2 separate regions of the Muntiacus reevesi genome follow, and region 1 is linked to region 2. The links are chromatin contacts, called in public Hi-C maps. All regions are on one chromosome and are shown on one strand. The core of a region is the stretch at or near the end of the contact, and the rest is flanking DNA. Distances in the headings are between cores, read along the strand shown.

Region 1 (4,668 bases), core at 626-3,125, 320 kb after region 2:
GTGATAAAGGGAAGTTTTGGCTCTAGGAAGGCCATCTGATCCTAACTCTTTTTAGAACCTAGAGCTGAGGGAATGGCCCAGAAGACCCATCTCCTCTGTCTCCTTCCCCAGCTCAACACCCCCACCTACCACCCCTACTCTGAGGGTTCCCCTCCCCCTCTGGAGCTGGGGAACAGTAGTGGGGAAGCAATCACACAGAGATCATTTATCACAGCCCACAGAGAACTCAACAGCAGTAAGGGAACACACTGGAGATCTAGGTGTCCCCTGGTGGGATATATGAATATCCTTGAGAGGATATTTGAACAGGATCTTGAAAGATCAATAGGAGTTTGGGAGTGGATTGGGTGAAGCCAACAGTGTGAAGGAGCCAAGCGTTCAAGTCCTGGTGTTTGACCGACTGGGTTTGGAATCCCCATTACTAACGGGTGATTTCGTCAGTATATGATAGGGGCATTATTGGAGCTAAAGCTCCCCATAAAGCAGATGTGGGGTTTAGAGAACATGGCGTTAATGTCAAACTCTCAGAACAGTAGCAGTTACAGATTAAGGATGCAGTACAGGTTAACCGGTGTTGGTAAGGTACAGCCACTCAACCAGTAAATACAGGGAAGCATCACAAAACATCCTGCCAAGCAGGTGAGGGAAGGGCTGTGATGAGAAATGTGGAAGGGGTCAGATCAGGCAGGAGTGCGAGCCAGTATAAGAACTTAAAAATTAAGCAAGCAATGACATAGACAAGCCGACGGATTGGTGGGGCGGGGTTGTAGTCAGGGTGGGAGACAGGCGGGGGAGTGGGCAGCCAGTGAGGAAGCTGCGGCATAACCCGGGAGACTAGAGGCCGGCAAGGAATCAGTGTTCTCGTTCTTTGTCTTCGAACTGACCAGGTAGAACCTAGCTAGACCTTGGGAGGCGGCCGCGATGAGCCCTTTACAGAGAGGATCGCTGAAGGCGGACGCCCGGGGCAAGCCTAGACGCTGGTGGCCGCGCGCCACCTGGTGGCATACTAGGTGGGCTCTGCAGCGGAAACGGCAAAATCCGGGTTATGCTCTGGGAAACTGAGGCAAGGAGCACGGGTGGGGAAGGTTGGGATCTTCCAATTGGACCCTGTCCCTATTCTAACCCCGTTTTACTGATAGGAAAACTGAGGAGCAAGGAAGGCGAACAAGGCCGAGGAAGGACGCTCTCAAACGAAGGGCTTCAAGACCCCAGGAGTAAAGAGCCTGAGTTTCTTTAATAGCATCAATGGCTTGAAGCTTAGTTTGCCATTCTGTTCCGTTCCTTGGGCAGGGGGAAAATGAAAGAGGAGGAAGAGAAACTTCAGTCTTTCCCGCCCACCCGGAGGTAAAAAGGCTTTAAAGAGTACCCCGGAAAGCAGAGTTTTATAGATTCCATTTGCATACGAACGCGGTCACCTCGAGTTAAACTCCGGTCCTTTAATCTCAGGTCCAATTTGTCCCGAAGCCGCGGTGGAAGGCCCTCGTGAATACCTACAAACACCGCCCCCTCTGAGACCCGCCTACGGGGCTGGGCCTCTTTGCACGTGCTCACCCGGCTCCTTGGCGATCCGCCTCCTAGGAAAGACTCATTCTCGGGGTGGGGGGATCCGAGGCGTCCTAGGGAAGGTTGAGCACACGGATAAGTTATAATAAAGAGAAGGTCCTGAAATAATCTTTATTCAACTTGTACCGGAAGTCTTCATCAGTGTTCGTGATGTTAACAGGCCTTGGCCTTCCCTTCTTAAGGCCGCTTTTCCCTTCTCCCACCCCTTCAGTTGGTGGGGTCCAGCGTGGCCGGCCTCGCCCGGCGGACTCCAATTCCCAGCGTGCCCCGCAGGGCAGTGCGTGGCAGTGGCGCGTGACGTCGGGGGTGGGAGCTGGCCAGTGCTGAGGGGGCGCGGCGCGGAGGGGCGCGGAGCCCGGCGGATCGGGGCCCAGAGAGCGCCGCGGCCGGGAGCCCGCTGGCCCCTGACAGCCCCCTCCCCCTGGCGGACGACGACGGCGACGAGGGCGCCGGTTATGGCGGAGCAGCGAACCGAGCGCGGGCCCTGAGCTCCACCGCATGGAGCGGGACGAACGGCCGCCTAGCGGAGGGGGAGGCGGCGGGGGCTCGGCGGGGTTCCTGGAGCCGCCCGCCGCGCTCCCTCCGCCGCCGCGCAACGGTGGGTGAGGGGCGTGCGAAGTCTCGGCCCGGCGAGAACCGGGCCTCTGTCCCCCTACCCCGGGAAGTCCCGTCCTCTCAGCTGACTCTCTCTCTCTCTGGGAAGCCGCGGCGACTCCGGGTCCCCTCAGCGCGGACCTTCACCCCGGTCCCCCTTCAGCGCCGATTCTCCTTCGTCGCCCCCCCACCCCCCGGGGACTACCCCCCCCCCCGCGGACCCCCCTCCGCGCGGATCCTCCTCCTGCCTGGTTCCCTCCACCCCGACCTCCGTTTCCCCCTCTCCTCTGTCCCCTCAACACAGGCCTCCCCTCCCCCCGGCCCCGTCCCTCAGCGCGAATCCCCCCCCCCCCACTCCCAGATCCCCTCTGCACCGGCCCCTCTCCACCGGCCTCCTTCACCTCGAGTCCCGTCAGTGGGGGCGTCCCCTCCCTCTGTGGTCCCCTCTTTCTCATCGTCCCCTTCTCGGCCTCCGGGGGATCCCCGTGCGAGGGTCTCTTCCCCCAAAGGGTCCCTTCAGCGCCGAGTCCTTCCCCTCCGCCGACCTTCTCAGCGCTCCCCCCCACGGGTCCCTCCTCCCTCCGCGGACGCTCCCTCGGCGCCCTGCCGCCGCCACACCCTCGTCCCCTGGGTTCTCTCTGCCCCTCACCTTTTGGGAGCCTCTTTCTCTCCCCTCCGCGCTGCCGCGCTTCCCGGGCTGCCCACCCGCCTCCCTCTCGGCGCCCACCCCCTAGTCCCAGAGCTCCTGGCTCAGCGGTTCGTTTTCGGACCCCGCTTGTTCGCGCTCCTGCCCCGCGCTCTCCTGCCCGCCCTGCTCAGCCCGGTCTACCGATGCCTCGGCGCTCCGGCCTGACCGGGGGCCCGGGACACCTGCCTCTTTCCTCTTTCCGCCCGCGGGTCCAGGCCCGCGTCCGCCCAGCCTTACTTCTCTTCCGTTTGGCGCTCCCGGAGCCCGGGCGACTCCTCACCTGGCCCAGCCCTACCCTCCTCGCGCCCCCCCTGTCCCCATGTCCCGGCCAAGTCCTCAGGTTCCTCCGGGCTGCGGCTGGGCCCGACTCCCCCCACCGCTCCCCGCCCCCCCTCCCCGGCCCCCGGCTCTCTGCCCCCGCGGGGTGTTTTATTTGTATCTGTTTGATATTTCCCCCCACAGTGTTTGCCGCGGAATGTTTTTATTGGTAACGTGTAAGGAGCTTTTGTGAGGTCGTAAAAGGTGAACTTTTGAACTTGGAAAGCGCCCTGGAGCAATTAGCGCAGGCGATAGCCCCGGGAGGCCTGCATTACAAAGGGTGCTCGTACCGGCCGGCAAACGCTTCGGCGGCAAACCCGATTTATTTATTTATTTGCCCTGCCTTCCACCTTTCACATCTCCTCATTTCCGAATAAAGGGCAGGCTCTCGGAGATCCGCGCCTCCTCCCCTCTCTGCGCCATAAACGCGCAATTCTCTGAAAGATCTAGGACCGAACAGTGTCTAACAAGTAACAGATTTCAAATTGAATGCAAACACCCGGGACAGTTAGTAGGCACTAAAAATTAATTGCTTCAGCAAGAAGTTTCTCAATCAGGACAGTGACCTGGCAGGTGTGAGGAAAGTAACCTGAAAATAAGTCACTTAGGCGCTCAGTTGATGAATGAACGGGGAGTTGCACAAGGGGAGAAATTTTGGGGTGTATCTACGCCTTCATAAATTTATGAACTCGTCAAACATTTATTGCCAGTTGAGTAGATCTGGCGTTTTTACCAGTTAACGAAAAAGTCGGTTTCGAAGAGAGCCTGGTTAGCTTCATTTACTGTTGCTGACCAAGTAGTGATGTGTTTTCAAAGGTCTTGTCTTTTTTTGAGATGTCTGTGATGTGTAGTATCTAGGTGGCTTGCAGTCCCTTGGGTTGTCTTTGGAGACTAATTTCTGAATGTGAACATGTTTGAGATCAATAAAATCCCGTGTCACAAAGGAAGAGGCTGGATGGAATCCAGTTAGAGTAGAAGGAGATAGTATCATAGGAACAAAGGATTTCTTTAGTGTTTTTGACTTTTAAGCTTTTTAAGAGGTGATTTGTTTTGGTGTTAATGTGTTAAAGTTGTAAATTTTGATCTAAAATTTACCATGCTGATTTTTTTTTAACCAGATCTATAGAAGCTCAGATCTATATTATGGCCCATACTAGTGTGTGTAATTTTGTAATGCCTTTCTATGTGTGTATGCTTCCTGTACCCACCTGTGCGACTCGTAGCTGATGGATTTTACTACAGACAGTACTTTCAGTTCTACTTGATAATATTGTTGTAAAGGAAGCCTAGGAACTGCATTTGCTATTAATTATTCATTAGTACATTTTAAAGAACTCAGCGGTAATTTTAACTCTTAATCAAATTTCCCTTTCACAGTCTCATTTCCTCAATCAGTCAGGACCATTTAAAAGAATGTTATCAAGCAATCCATTTAGGCTAAGGTGGCTTCAGTATTTTACATCAGCCCAATTTAGTGCTACAAATGTTTCCTTTTTGTTGAAAAC
Region 2 (4,770 bases), core at 2,018-4,517:
GGTTCTTTATTAATTATTAAAGTCATTTTTTAGTGAAAGACAAAGAAACTTATTGAATGACATATTGCACTATCAGAAGTACTAAAACATCTTATATGACTCATACTTCGTATTACTCCCAGCTTGGGTATTAGGGAGATATACTTTTCTCTCACTCTCTTGTTGTTTAATGAAGGCTAAGAAATTATTCCGTCTCTTAATCAAAAAAGACATCTATGCAGCCAATACAAGAGAGTAATTAGATGTAAAAGTTTTCAAAGCATTTCCAAAAATTTTTCTCAAATTCAATGCGATCACCAAACATTATTTCCCATAGAAAGTAATCTTGAAAAAAAAAGAAAGTAATCTTGAAAATTCACTCTCAAGAGGTGGTTTTCTTGAAGAGCTTCTAAAATTTATTCACATAGTATATTTATATGATAAATAATAGCATTACCACTACTGTACAACTTTCACATACAATATCTCATTTGATCCTTGAAACAAGCCACCACGACAAGGAGGGACAGAAATTCCTGACATTCAATAGAAGAAGAAACTGAGGCTCTGGGAGGTTGGGTGTTTCCATGGTCATATGCCCTCTTAGCTGAATATTCTCTCCAGCAAAGTATGTGAACTTATCAGGGTCTAAATATTCAACTTGTTGATTACATTGGCCTTTTCCTTCTTGTTCTATGCCTTTAATTCCCTTTCAGAAAGGAAGATTTAAGAGCTAAATAACATCCAATCCTAATCAATTGTAACTCTGCTTAGCCTTCTGAGATCAGATGGGAATAGAAGTCTATTTTCTTACCCATAAGAGCACAAGTAAAATGAGCTTGTTTAAATTACTGGATAAAAATCTACATTTGTCTATCACCAATATCAAAATACTTGTAAACTATGTAACTACTCTATATCCTAAAAACTACAGAAGTCTTATGAACCTGAAGTTCAGGACAACAACCCACACTACAGAAATTAAAAATTAACCTGCTAAAGTTCAAATTCTGGTTCCGTATCTTCTCGACTGTGTGATTTCCTGGCCAAGTTTCTTTACCTCTTAGAGCTTCATACTCCTTATCCCCAAGGTAGAGGTTTAAAAAATATTTTCTGAAGGATTAAAAGAAATATCGCACTTACAGCTTTTAGCATAGTATTTAGCACTTAAATATTGATAACTTAGCACTGTTATTATTGATATTTAACATTCAGCAAACTAAATTTATTTACTGATTTTCCTACTCAATCCATAAATGATTGCACTTTGGAATACACTATAATTTACCTAATATATTTGACTTTTAAAAATACTACAACCACCAATATACTCAATTCTCTTTAGCAGTTAGCCAGATACCACTTTTCTAAATCTCAGAAAAGGAGAGCTGCAAAGGCTACTCCATCAATCAAGGATGAGGCTGAAATTGACAGCTGTTTTTAATGGATATGGACTATGATACATACAGAAAATTTGCTTGAAATGATATGTAACTGTAATGTGGTGGAATGGTGATGTCCATGTTGATAATGGACTGATGTAACCTGAAGAAGGGTAGTTGTTACAGTAGTATTACAAGCCCTGTGAAAGGGACGCATGATGCAACTTCAATTGTAAGAATGGAGTCAACACTGAGTCACCAGCATGACCTTTGAGGAGCACTAAAGGAGAAAGAAAAATTCCTGAGTACTGACTCCTAGGCTCAGCATCTTAGTCAACTATGTGTAAGATGTTTCAGTGCTATTTAGACATAGTACTGCTCATACCAATGAATCTCAGGAAACCATTTAGTGCAGAAAACACTGGAGTCACTAGCTCCTGACTGTGGTTAAGTCCCACAAAATTTCTGTAAGCATCTCAAAATATTTTGTATCAGGCCTTTGACCCATCTCTAGTAGGGCCTCTAAAATGATTTGTTGAATAAGTGAACTTAATTTAAAAATTGTTGGGAGCCTTCCTGGCAGTTCCGTGGTTAAGACTGCGCTTCCAATGCAGGGGACATGGGTTTGATCCCTGGTTGAGGAACTAATACCCCACATGCTCTACAGAGGCCAAAATATAAACAAATTTAAAAACTTCTTATAAGTATTGGCTACAGAGTCAAGCTTACTTGGATATCAATGATAACTCTATCACTTAGCAGCTCTGTGACAATTAATCTCTTTGGTCTCAATGTTCTCATCTGTAAAATGGGAAATGCCAAGTATTGAATTGTAAGGACCGAAAGGCAAAAGAATAATGCTTAGCACAGAGTAAGGCTAAAGTAAATAGCAGCCTTTATACTTTTTGCTACAAGAGTACGGCATTATCCAGAGGTCTTTGTCCATTAAATACATTTAAGCACAATCAGACCTTTTCCAGAAGTGAAGGTAAAAAGGTATCAATGAAGGATGAAGAAGGCATTGTAAATGATAATCTGAGCCACAAAAGGAAATGATGGCAAGGAGAGGCAAGACAAGGGGTGACAAACTAGAAAAATGACACATCCCAAGGTGGGAGTGATGGCATTAGCACGCTCTTAAGAGCAGGGTTGCCACGTGTGTAGGGGACTCTGTATAGGAGTCAATTACTTTGGTCAGGTCTGTCCCGGGACTTACCGTGGGGCAAGGCAATGTGGGGAGACCTGGGAAAGACAGCGGGATAGCGGGTGCGGGGCATATAAGTAGTAGGAGCCATGATTCGCGACCGGGCATTGCCCAGACTAGGTCCCAACTCGAGAGCTGCGGCATGATGAGCAACAAAAGACCCCACGACACTAGTACCTGTGGCGGCTATAAAGGACAGAGAAATTTGTTCGGAGGAGATCACAGCATCTACGCTGACACCTGCATGCCTGGGACGGGATGGAGGAGGGGAGGAGAAAACAGTCGCTTCCCTCGAGAGGGACGGAGGAAGGTCAGGCGGGGTGGTCGTGGAGAAGGCACGGACTCAAGTCCTGCTGCCTCGGGGGTATCTTGCACGCCGGACGGGCCCCGATCCCCTCAGGGCCCAGCGTGGAGGCGGGACATCAGCTGTTACCGGCGGAAACCACCTCGGGGTGAGAGGTCCCGTCACTGATAGGCAGCTGCTAAAGCAATGGAGCTGGAGCACAGGGCGGATGTAGAGTCTCATTGGTGATTGTTGGGGGGCGCCCAACAGCCAATGAGTCAGCCAGGAGGGCGTAGCGATGACGTTAGCTGCGGAGGGGGCCGCTTCGAATCCGCGGCGGCCAGCTTGGTGGCCTGGACCAATCAGCGACGTCCAACGAGCTGCGCCTTCGCCAATCGGCGGCCTCCACGACGGGGCTGGGGGGAGGGTATATAAGCGGAGTAGGCGACGGCGCGGTCGACGCTGACCGAGACATCCCAGACACATCGACTTAAGGTTTTCTTGCGTTTGAGAGGTAGGTGCTGCGGCCTGTCTTTTCGAACCTGCCCTTCTTATTGTCCACTGTTCTCCTCATCCGGGGCCTTGTCATCCTCAGCTCAGGAACCTCTTTGCGCTCCCGTGTTTGCGGCCTGTGGCTGATTTTCCTCCGAAGCCCTATAGCTGCCTGCTGACCGACTGGCCGACGGCGCCGGAAAGATGAAGCTCTCCCTGGTGGCTGCGGTGCTGCTGCTGCTGCTCGGCATGGCACGAGCGGAGGAGGAGGACAAGAAGGAGGACGTGGGCACGGTGGTCGGCATCGACCTGGGCACCACCTACTCCTGGTAAGTGGGGTTTGAGGAGAGGGGAAAATGGGGCGTGGTCTCCTGGGCTGCCCGGAGCATCGTGGTGCTGATTCCTTCCGTTCGGTTTTTTCCTCCAGCGTCGGGGTGTTCAAGAACGGTCGCGTGGAGATCATCGCCAACGATCAAGGCAACCGCATCACGCCGTCTTATGTGGCCTTCACTCCTGAAGGGGAGCGTCTGATCGGCGATGCAGCCAAGAACCAGCTCACCTCCAATCCTGAGAACACAGTCTTCGACGCCAAGCGACTCATTGGCCGGACATGGAACGACCCTTCCGTGCAGCAGGACATCAAGTTCTTACCTTTCAAGGTTCGAACCGGTTTTTCTCTTCTAAATAGATAGTGGGTGGTGGTGATGGGAGTATTTAGGATTAAAAAGTTGAGGCACAAGCAAAGGGGATATAGATGTGTGTATATAATTTTATTTTATACTCCTAGTATGTTTCAGAACTGAAGATAGTAAAGTTGGCAAGGAATTTCATGCGTAACTACTCTGTCGACAATAGTTTAGGATTAAGAGACTGATTAAAACCGAAGTGGCTTGTAATTGTAAGGCACCTTCGACACCTTAAATATTTCTGCCCCAAATATTCAGCTCAAAGGGTCCAAAGTAAACCCAACTTTGGAGAAGGAAGTGAGTCTCAGTCCTCTTTTTAAAGTTTAAAATGTTTTTGCTTCTATCTCTGAAGATAATAATTATTCTCTCAAATAGGTGGTTGAAAAGAAAACTAAACCATACATTCAAGTTGATGTTGGAGGTGGACAAACAAAGACATTTGCTCCTGAAGAAATTTCTGCCATGGTTCTCACTAAAATGAAGGAAACTGCTGAGGCTTATTTGGGAAAGAAGGTAGGTATTTTCCAGAAGAGTGTTGAGCAGTTTTATTATTACCGTTTCTGATTGTGTTGTGTAGATGCTTTCATCATTTTAAAAGTCTGACATCCATGTACATCAGTTTTAATTACTTGCATGTTTTACTGGAGATCAAACAAAATACTAGGGTCTTTTCATTTATGACTTACTGCTTGCAAGTCCACACACATATAATTATGTATCTTAAAAATAAAGTGATAGTTTGTA

What was found. A called contact is a pair of places that touch in the nucleus more often than the background predicts.
Region 1: a Hi-C map of muscle shows a contact between it and region 2, with 7 times the contacts expected there. The contact joins the promoter of NR6A1 here to the promoter of HSPA5 in region 2. A contact is called at or near these places in 2 of 3 Hi-C or Micro-C datasets (blood and muscle).

Annotation. Positions count from the first base shown.
Region 1 is chr3:10,676,514-10,681,181 of mMunRee1.1, forward strand. It overlaps NR6A1 (nuclear receptor subfamily 6 group A member 1), which reads left to right and starts at 1,876. Exons shown (of 10, transcript XM_065928471.1): 1 at 1,876-2,161. The coding sequence starts at 2,062.
Region 2 is chr3:10,355,371-10,360,140 of mMunRee1.1, forward strand. It overlaps HSPA5 (heat shock protein family A (Hsp70) member 5), which reads left to right and starts at 3,268. Exons shown (of 9, transcript XM_065928455.1): 1 at 3,268-3,362; 2 at 3,444-3,669; 3 at 3,768-3,999; 4 at 4,402-4,539. The coding sequence starts at 3,545.